Regions from separate parts of the Callithrix jacchus genome. Here region 1 is linked to region 2. Evidence: chromatin contacts called from public Hi-C data. All regions are on one chromosome and are shown on one strand. Each heading gives the region's core, a stretch centred on a gene start, on an enhancer-like site or on the middle of the called end of the contact. The rest is flanking DNA. Distances are from core to core; before and after follow the strand shown. Region 1 holds the start of NR4A3 (nuclear receptor subfamily 4 group A member 3). Region 2 has its middle 150 kb from the start of SEC61B.

What was found. A called contact is a pair of places that touch in the nucleus more often than the background predicts.
Region 1: a Hi-C map of skeletal muscle shows a contact between it and region 2, with 4 times the contacts expected there. The contact joins the promoter of NR4A3 here to the enhancer-like site in region 2. A contact is called at or near these places in 2 of 3 Hi-C or Micro-C datasets (both in skeletal muscle).

The regions. Positions count from the first base shown.
Region 1 is chr1:147,922,901-147,927,779 of calJac240_pri, forward strand. It overlaps NR4A3 (nuclear receptor subfamily 4 group A member 3), which reads left to right and starts at 3,602. Exons shown (of 9, transcript XM_078373351.1): 1 at 3,602-4,124.
Region 2 is chr1:147,488,502-147,492,975 of calJac240_pri, forward strand. No RefSeq gene overlaps it. Among named protein-coding and RNA genes, the nearest start is that of SEC61B, 150 kb to the left of the region's middle. Within about 2 kb of position 2,175, at least 6 of the 16 cell types and tissues checked have an H3K27ac peak or open chromatin away from gene starts, as enhancers often do. A contact at or near this core is called in skeletal muscle, where this site is marked.

The sequences.
Region 1 (4,879 bases), core at 2,352-4,851, 440 kb after region 2:
GATTTCCCAAAAGAAGAGATTAAAAAATCAATAAAATCTTAAAAATGAAATTTAGATTACTGAAAGTCACATTACATATGCCTTACAGAATATTATGCCTTATTTCTAATAAAGCTGACTTTTGAAAAGCTATAGAGCAGTAGATACTAATTCTAAAAAAAAAAAAAAAGAATCGAGAAAAACTATGTTTGGGTCACCTAAAGAACAGCACACGTTTAGGGATGTAGGATTCAGCAGAGGATGGTGTCTCCGTCTACAAGAGAGCTGTGTCTCTGCGTCCATAACGTTCCATTTGAGTTTTAAAAGGCTGCCACTTAGTGACCTCTCCAGCTGTCAATCCAGCTTCCTACCCAGAGAAGCACTGAGACAGGAACACTGCATTGGCTCAGGGAGGTCAGACAACAGTCCTCAATCTAACAGAGCAGTCCAGGATCAGAGATTGGCCACTTGATAGGAAGAAAAGGATGTAAAGGAAGAAACGGATGTAAAGGAGTAAGCATGTGAAAAAAAAAGGATGTAAAGGAAGGTGAAGGGGAGAAAGGAGAAGGATGAACAGAAGTAACCAAGATAGAGGTCCAGAAGACACACCCATTCGAGAGTAAACTTTAGAGGTTCTCAGCCAGGGAGAAGAGTTTTCTTTTAAAAAAAAAAAATTACGTAAACAAGGATACTGGTTTGAAACGGTCACTGGAGCCCAATTCATATGAACAATCTAGTAGCATTGTAACAACTCTGAGTTGTCATATGAAAGGCAAGGACCTTTCATATATGCTAACATTTAGAAAATGTAGTTTATTCAATAAATTCATTGAAAGATGTCACGTTTCCTAAAAACTGTACCTAATTTTAGGGTTCCTGCTTACAGTGACTGCAGTTCTGCATGAAAGTTTAAATTGAAGGGGGATTATGGGGAGTGAGGGAGGTGCACAACACAAATGAAATTTTTACAGCATGGAAATAAAAGTATTTTTAAATCTTCTTGGGAGTGAAGAGTTAGGCAAGAAGACGTGGAAACTGTCAAGTGCTTCTCTACACACCCACCCACCAGATACCATCGCAGCCGGCTGGGGGAGTCTCCCTCTTCTTGCCTGACAGCTTCACTTCTTTGAGGTCTGGAGCTGGTGATCACACTGGCCCGTCATGGTATTTTCAGTTAACAAAGCAGTTACTCAACAAGGGAAAAAGCCACAAAGGAGCAGAGCAGCTGCTGCGGCACCCGTGATGCAAGTGCAGGATAAGCCCCGGGCCGCCACCACCGCCTCGGCTCCTCCGTGACGTCCGGGAAGGGTATCCCCGGCACTCAGGAAGTGGTGGCCGCGGGCAGCTCCGCCCCCACGCAACTAGGGGCAGGCCGGGTGGCAGGACCGCCGGGCCTTCCGCAGGGCGGGCGGGGATCACCATCACCCCCCTCCTCGCACACACACGTGCACGAGCCGCGCGCCCGGCTGTAGCCCGCACCTCGCCCCGCTCACTCCTCACAGCCCGCGCGGGACTGAGAGAGCCGCCGGCGGCCCCCTGCTCTCCCACGGCTCGCACCCACTCACCCCGACCCCCGGCGCCGAGCCCGGCCACGCGTCGCCGGACAACAGACAGGGTCGAACCGAGTCCAAGATGGCGACTCCGCCCCCGCCCCCTTCGCACTCCCCGCGGGGTCAGGACGCCCCCTCACGCGACGGGCTCGCGCCCGAGGCCCGGCTAAAAATAGACAGGCCCGACTATATTTGGTTCGGCCGGATCCTAGCGCGGCCGCGCGCACCCCGCCCCGCCCCGCCCCGCGCGCCCTGCCCCGCCCCACGCGGCGCTGAATGGAGAAGGGGCGGGGGTGACCGAGGGGAACCTACTCCGCTATCTGCGGCGCGCGCCGGCGGCTGGGCCCGGCCAACCGCCGAATTTAGTAACATTGCCTGCGTCAATCACGCGCCTCGCGTGCGTCAGCGCCGCGCGGCTCCAGGTCCTGCTCCCCCCCCTCCAGTCTTTGAATGGATACAATGTAGCAGCGCCCTCCTTCCTTCCGAGGCTGGATTGGAACCCGCGGCTGTGCAGAGATTCGGTTGCTTTTGGCTGGGTCAACTTTCCGGGCATCCTCCCACGATCCTCTACGCACCACCCTGTCTGAATTGGAAGTGGAGGCGAAGAAATATATACATGCCATATTTATCTATATGTAGTTTCTTTTCAAGTTTCTGGTTCTAGCTCGAACCTTCTTCAATTCTAAAACGTGTGCTGTCTACAATCTAATCCTTTATCTCCCCTCCGCGCACCCCCTGCCCCCGCCACACGCAAACATTGGGACAAGTCAAAGATACAAAACGGTATTTGTGATTCAAGCGGACCACATGGGGACCACTCCGTCTGCATTGTTTCACTCAAATATTTTCTTCTCTGCAAAAATTCATTTCCGAAGGAGGTTTCGTTCATTCAGCAGCAACCTTTGGCACTAGAAGTCTTTAACTCTGATAAAGTTTGTTTTCATCAAGAAATTTACACTTAAATTTATCTTTTCCAGCAAGAAATTGCTCTCCCTTATACAGTCGCCTAGGCTTTCGGCACACCATTTCATGACAAATGTGTCCCAGGAGACCAAAGCAAATCCCCTAGCGAGGGACTGACTAATAAATCCTGTTGATTGATTTCGAAATGTTTAATTTGGGAGATGTGGGCAGAGGGCATCTACAACCATCAAAAAGTGAAAGTGCTAGTTGAAAGTTCCATTTCTGGCCCAGGACTGGGGAGGAGGAATGATTTGCAATAGTCAAACCCGCTCAGCTGTTCTACACGTGTGTTTGTTTTATACACATTGAGTAGTTTTTGCTGCAGCGCGCGTGTGGATGATGAATGTGCACTTCGCTGGGTTATAACGTGTCCAGTTAAACCCACGCTGTACGTGTAAAGAAATAAAACCTTATCCTCAGAGCCATCTGCATCCCTGTGTGAAACACGCACCCAGTAAATGATGGGGGGAGAGAGGATTAGCGTGGGCGCAGAGGACCGGAGAGAGGTAAACAGCTTTAGAACCTTTACAGGAGGAAAGTGCAACTGCACCTCAGGGCGTCTTCGGGCTGGTGCCAGACGCCTTCTGCATCGGCTGCCAGGTCACTCGGAGAAGCTAGCAGGCGGAGCCTTCCCTTTCGGAAGAGCTGTCCTCTCCCTTACCCCCTCGCCCTGGCTTGGTGCCTCGGGGCAGCCTCGGAGGCGTGCCAGCAGCAGTCCTCCAATTCTACTCCACCCGAGCCTGACAGCTGGGCGGTCCCGCCTGACCCGTGGGCAGGTCGCTGCACCTTCCCGCCGACGCATGCCCTGGCGAGCCGGTCCGCTGCAAAAGGGCTGGCACCGCGGGTCCGAGAAGCCCCCGGGCCGGGGCCGGCCGAGCGACGGAGTTTCCATTGTGTGGCCGTGCGACTGGCCGGGGAACGCGCGCGCGCGCGCGCACAAACACACACACCCTCCCTCGCACACGCGGAACCGGCTGGGCCAAGGGAGGGAGGAGGAGGGTGACGTAGCGTCCCATGGCGTCACATTGACGTCTCGCATTCCAGGCACTCTATGCAGAGGCCGCTAGGGCTCCTGTGGCATAAATGACGTGCCGAGAGAGCGAGCGAACGCGCAGCCGGGAGAGCGGAGTCTCCTGCCTCCCGCCCCCCACTCTTACAGCTCCTGCTCCTCCTCCGCTCCCCATACACAGACGCGCTCACACCCGCTCCCTCACTCTCACACACAGACACAAGCGCGCACACACGCTCCGCACACACACTTCACTCTCCCGCGCGCTCACACCCCTCTTGCCCTGAGCCCTCGCGGGTGCAGCGCGGCGCCGCAGCCGGACGCCCCTCTCGGGCTCACTTTGGAACGCTGACGGTGCTGGCGGTGGCCGTGGAGGTGGGAACAGCAGCGGCATCCTCCCCCTTGGTAGCAGCCCGAGCCAGGACGCCCGCGGAACCTCTCGGCTGTGCTCTCCCATGAGTCGGGATCGCAGCATCCCACACCAGTCGCTCACCGCCTCCGGGAGCCGCTGGGATTGTACACCGCAGCCCTTCCGGGACAGCAGCTGTGACTCCCCCCCAGTGCAGATTTCGGGACAGCTCTCTAGAAACTCGCTCTAAAGACGGAACCGCCACAGCACTCAAGTACGTATGAAATTCGCCCAGTTAATAAGGGGGCTTGTTTAAAAAGTTGGCTAGCTGGGAAGCGTCGCTCCTGAAATTGACAACTTTTGAGTGTGGGGTTCCCTCCCCCACCTCACTGCCAGGCTTTGGCTTTGCTAGCCTAGCGGCCCGTAGGTTCTGGTCTGAAACTTTTCCCCAGTAGTGGGCCCGCGGGGATCTCTGGAGCTCGTGGGATTCCTCCCCCCACTCGAAGAGGCGAAAAGCCTCTAACAAAGAGGAGGACCGGGATTTGAGCTGTAGCGGCTCCAGCAATGTAATTCAGGGTATTTCGGCTGTAGTTGTCATGGTAATGATGCTCTCGGCGGCGGCGGCGGCGGCAGCGGCAGGGAGTTGCAGCTCCGGTGATGAACGGCAGTAATTTTCCTGCCTTTTAAGTAGGATTGAAAATAAGAGCTCTGGTGGTCCAAGTTAATGTACCTAATCGTGGCACGGAGCTGGTTCTCTGGAAGGAAGCTTGGGAGGGAAGGGCCTAGGCAGAGGCGGCCAGAGTTTGCAGAGGCACTCGGAGGACCTCAGGAAAGAGGGCGTAATTGTAGGAATGTGGCTTATTGTATTGAAATGAGCCTGGGGTTCCACTAGGCACGTCTTCCTGGCGTCGCTGACTTGCGGGTTTACACTTTTCCTTTAGGAGGTAAATCGGGTGTAATTGCCGACTCCAGCGGCCTGACACGTGTGGGGACGGTGTCCCTCTCCTCCGGACCTTGGCTCTGTGTGGG
Region 2 (4,474 bases), core at 925-3,424:
CATGCTGCAGAGAAGCCTGAGAAGCCACTGGGACCAAGGTACAGGGAGTCGGGGTCAGCTGGGGAGAGCATTGGGATTCATCCCAAATCAGTGTCCCCATTTCTGTACTGAGCTCAGCCCAGCATTGCTAAAGCTCAGCACCCGAGCCTTCCCACTGGCTCTGTAATTTCTTTTCAGCCCCTTGCTGAGGGACACAGGGCTATTGTGCCTTTATTTCAACCACTTACTTGCTGTGTGACCTTGTCCATATCACCTGGCCTTCCTGAGCTCTCTCTCAACATCCACACTAAGGATGAAAAACATCAGCACTAGCAGCTAGCTGTCTTGTTGCGTTTGCCCACTCTCAAAGCAGCACGCTCACATGCATTCTCTCATTACAACATCTCTGCAAATTGTGAAGTGGCTAAGTGGGCAAGGGGGCATTATGATCTCTATTTTAGGGATGAAGACATTGAATTAAATATAAGCAACGTGACTTGCCTCTTGTTACAGCTGCTAGACTCCTGGGCTCAGGACCCCTCATGTCTAGGACACCAAGAAGACAATAATCTTTTATCAGAGTCTCCAGGAAACGTCTGAACCAGAATCAGCAATTTTAAAGGCTTGAATATGGGGGCTCAGGGAGCATTCGGTTCTCACATGTTTTATGAGACTTTCAGAAGTTAGGCTACAGAGGGCAGGGCATCCTATGATGGGCTCTGTATTCTGTTTCTAGCACAGCCTGATGTGGATTCAAATCTCAGCTCTCCTCTCTCAGAAATGCAGTAAAAATATTTTACTCAGAAGCTACAATCCAAATTGACTGTTGGGAGGAAAAACATAAGATTCGGCAACAAGGGGTTTCTCTGGGACACTTCAGTGCCCACCAGGCCTTTTCTGGTGTCCTTTTTAGATTCTGACATGCCTGTATTTGAGAGGACTCATAATCTGAAGAGTAGACCAAGGAAATGCAGATGGGGTTCTGAGGTGGGGAAGGTCTCTTCTCATTGGGGTGGGGGCTGAGGAGAGGAGCAGAACTAGGGAAAGAAAATAACAGAAACAGTGCTAATGGAGACTAGCGTGTTTTAGGAGCTGAAAAGGGAACAATGGGGGAGGTGTGAGATTTGGGGCCAGCACGCAGTCTGTAAAGATTTAAGTTCCAGCACAGCCGCTTACCAGCTAAGTGAATTCAGGCCTGACCTGGATCTCCACGGGCTTCAATCTCCTCACCTGAAACCTGGTGCAGGCAGGACCACCCCTTATAGCTCTGCTGTCTGAGTCCAGATCTCCCTGGTGCCCAATAGGGCTTGACTACAGCAAGCACTTGACATGTGCTAACTCCATGTATCCCCCCTCTTTTTCATAAGTGGATTATGCATCTAGGAAATATGAAACCGCCTTCACCCAAACAAACAAAAACTGTGTCATCTTAGACAAATCTGATAAAATTAACTTTTAAGTTGAAAAAGTGTTCTGCACGAATGATGAACGCATTGGCTTATTTTCCTCTGACCCTGCTCACCACTTCTCCCCCAACACACACACACACACACACACACACACAGACGTGCACACCCGTCCCCCCTCCAATAAAACTAGATTGGCATGAGGAGAAAAGGGCAGACTCTCGTGGTCCCAGCATCCTGCCCACATAAACCTGGAGGCAGAACGGGCCAATATGGAGCCCCTGGGCACTGGGGTCTCTGCTGGTCCTCACAGTAGGTGCCAAGAACAGTTCATAGCCCAGCACGTGGCCACACTGCCCACTCTGCTCTGTGAGGACTGGGCCTCACTGTCTCCTGAAGGGCTCTGGCCAAACAGCCTGCCAAAGACCTCAATCTGATTTTAAAAAGGAAGAAAATGGGAGAAAGGAAGGAAGAAATGAAAGAAAAATGATGGAGAGAAGGAGAGAGAGAAGGAGAGAGGCCCGGTACAAGTGTGAAATCAGAAGAACAGACTGAGGATGGTGAGATGCATGTGAACAGTGTGACGTGGGCAACCCCCACAAATAGACCTTCTGTTAAAAATAGCCTTTGTCTAAATGTGGAAAGGGTGTAAATATAGTAGCGGTTTCGGCTTACTACGGAGCCGCCCCAGCTCCAAGTAACAGAGGCTTATTATAGGAAGCGTGCGTCAGCAGCGGGAGGGGAGGAAAGGGATAGCGAAGCCCCGGCCGTGGGTACAGTACCCCCCAGCAGGCGAGGGGTCAGCCAGCCGGCGTCGCCCTGTTGGGGGGCAAGCGGCACGGATGGCTCTGAAACGCTCCACGGAGCTCGGCTGGGCAGTAAACTCTAGCCGAGCTGTGGGAGGAAGGGAGAAAGGAAGCAGTCGCTGTGCTGAAAAGGATCTGGGTTTGTCTCGGCGATGCCGCTCACTTTCATCTGGGATTTCACCCGGCGTTGCGTCCCGTGCGCAGCAGGCTGCTGGCTCCTGGACACCCCGGAAGTTTTCAAAGGAACCCCCTGGAATGACCAGCCTGCCCATAAGCTGGTTTCCTCAGCCTTGAGTGCAGAGGACAAACTTCTAGAAAATCAGTGGAAAGTGCCATAAAGTTTGATTCAAGTTTTTTAAAAAAGACTAGGTTTTCATGTCTGTGTCTCTGGTGTCACATGCTAAGTAGGTGCCTGGGGCACGGTGGCTGGACTCCTGAGCTGGACAGCTGGGAGGTGCTGCAGGCACTGCCTTCCAGTAAAGCATGACCAAGGGAACAAAACCGTTCTGGGAAGCTCACTGCTCTGTTTTCTATAGCTACAGAGATGGCCAAGGGTTGAGTGCCCATGTGGGTATTAGGACCTGCTCCAGCCTGTATGTCTCCCCTCCAGGCCTTTGGGGGCCCTCATTATCTCCTGGTCTGTCACCGTTTAGCCCAGTGCCCTCTCCTCCCAGCCAGGGACACGTCCGTGCATGCATCATTATCCACATGTACAGCCCAACGCACATACATGCACTCATGAACACCCACATTCAATTAGGGGCCTACCTGCGGCCCTTTCGAACAATAGCCCTCACACCCCTGCCCCCAGCCTCCCACCCTAGCCCTGCACTCCCATGGAGTCTTCTCATCTGCCTTGCCCCTGCCCTCTGGCTCATCACCAGCCTTGAGCTTGCCTCTGATTCCTGGCTCCTCCAGGTGGATCTGTACTTCTCGGATATGATTGGGGCTTGTATGCTGGTGCTGCCCTCAAGTCAGCCTGCTAATCCCCTTATCATGTCTCAGCTACCTGCTCCTCAGGAATGACCTTGAACCTGTCAGCCTCTCCCCAGCATCATCCAAACTGCCCTGAAAACCACCTTTTCAAAATGCAGAGCCAACAGTATCACTGTTCCACTCAAAATGCTCTCGACAGCTCCCCACTGCCTGTGAGATAAAATGAAACATTGGAAGGCCTGTCTTGACCCCCATCTGCTTTTCCAGCTGCATCTCCTGTTACCCTACCCCATACAGTGCCTACACAGGCTATGAAGGTGAGTGATTACTCCCAGGAATCTCCCACTTCCTGCCTCTGCAGGGACCATGCTTCTTCCTTGGGCTGCAATACTTCTCCAAGTCTCTGCACATCAGGATCCTACCCACCCTTCAGGGCCCCAGCTCCAGAAGGCTGTCCACCCCTTCTGGGAAGTCTTCTTGGATCTCCCCTCCTACAGCAACTACCTTTATTTATTTACTTGTTTTTCACTCCTTCTGCAAACCTCAAGTCATTTTTGTATATTTGGAAAATGAATCAGGCCCAGTACTGCATCTGGGTGTGGTGCCCTCCCCTGCACGTCCCTCCACCAGAATGCTTGTTCCTCTGTGTGGGAGTTGCCTGTTTATCCACTGGCCTCCCTACCTTGTTCAGGCCATATCCCCAGAGCCTAGCACAGCGCCAGGTTTATTACACTAAATGAACTGGGCCACCAGGGCGCTATACTTCTGCTATGTAGTGAATGTTTGCATTTCCCCCAAATTTATATTGAAACCCTAATCCCCAATGTAATCGTTTTTGCAGCTGGGGCCCTTGGGAGGTAATGAGGTGATGAGGACAGAACGCTCGTGGTGGGATTAGTGCCCACAGAAAGAGAGACAGGAGAGTGTGAGCTTCCTCTCTCTGCTCTCTGCCATGTAAAGACACAGCAAGGAGATGTCGAGCCAGGGTCCTCCCCAGAATTTGATCATTCTGGCACTCTCATCATGCACTTCCCAGTGCAGAACTAAATGAGGGTATTTGTTACAGTGGCTGGAGCTGACGGAGACAACTTCCTTACCTTTTCTAGATGTTCCCATCTGTTTTCAGGACCCTCTGCTATTTGCCACTGACCCTGCCATTGGCCCTGATACAGGTGCAAGAGCCATTGGGATACAGTCCTGAGATGCTGGGCCTGGAGTTGGAAGAACTAGGTGAGAGTCTCAGCTCTGTCTCTTCTCACCTGCCTGCCAGTGGGCAATTCATGTTTCCTCTCCCCACGGTCTCCTCAGCTGTGAAGAGGAGTGACACCCATCACTGCATGGGGTTGC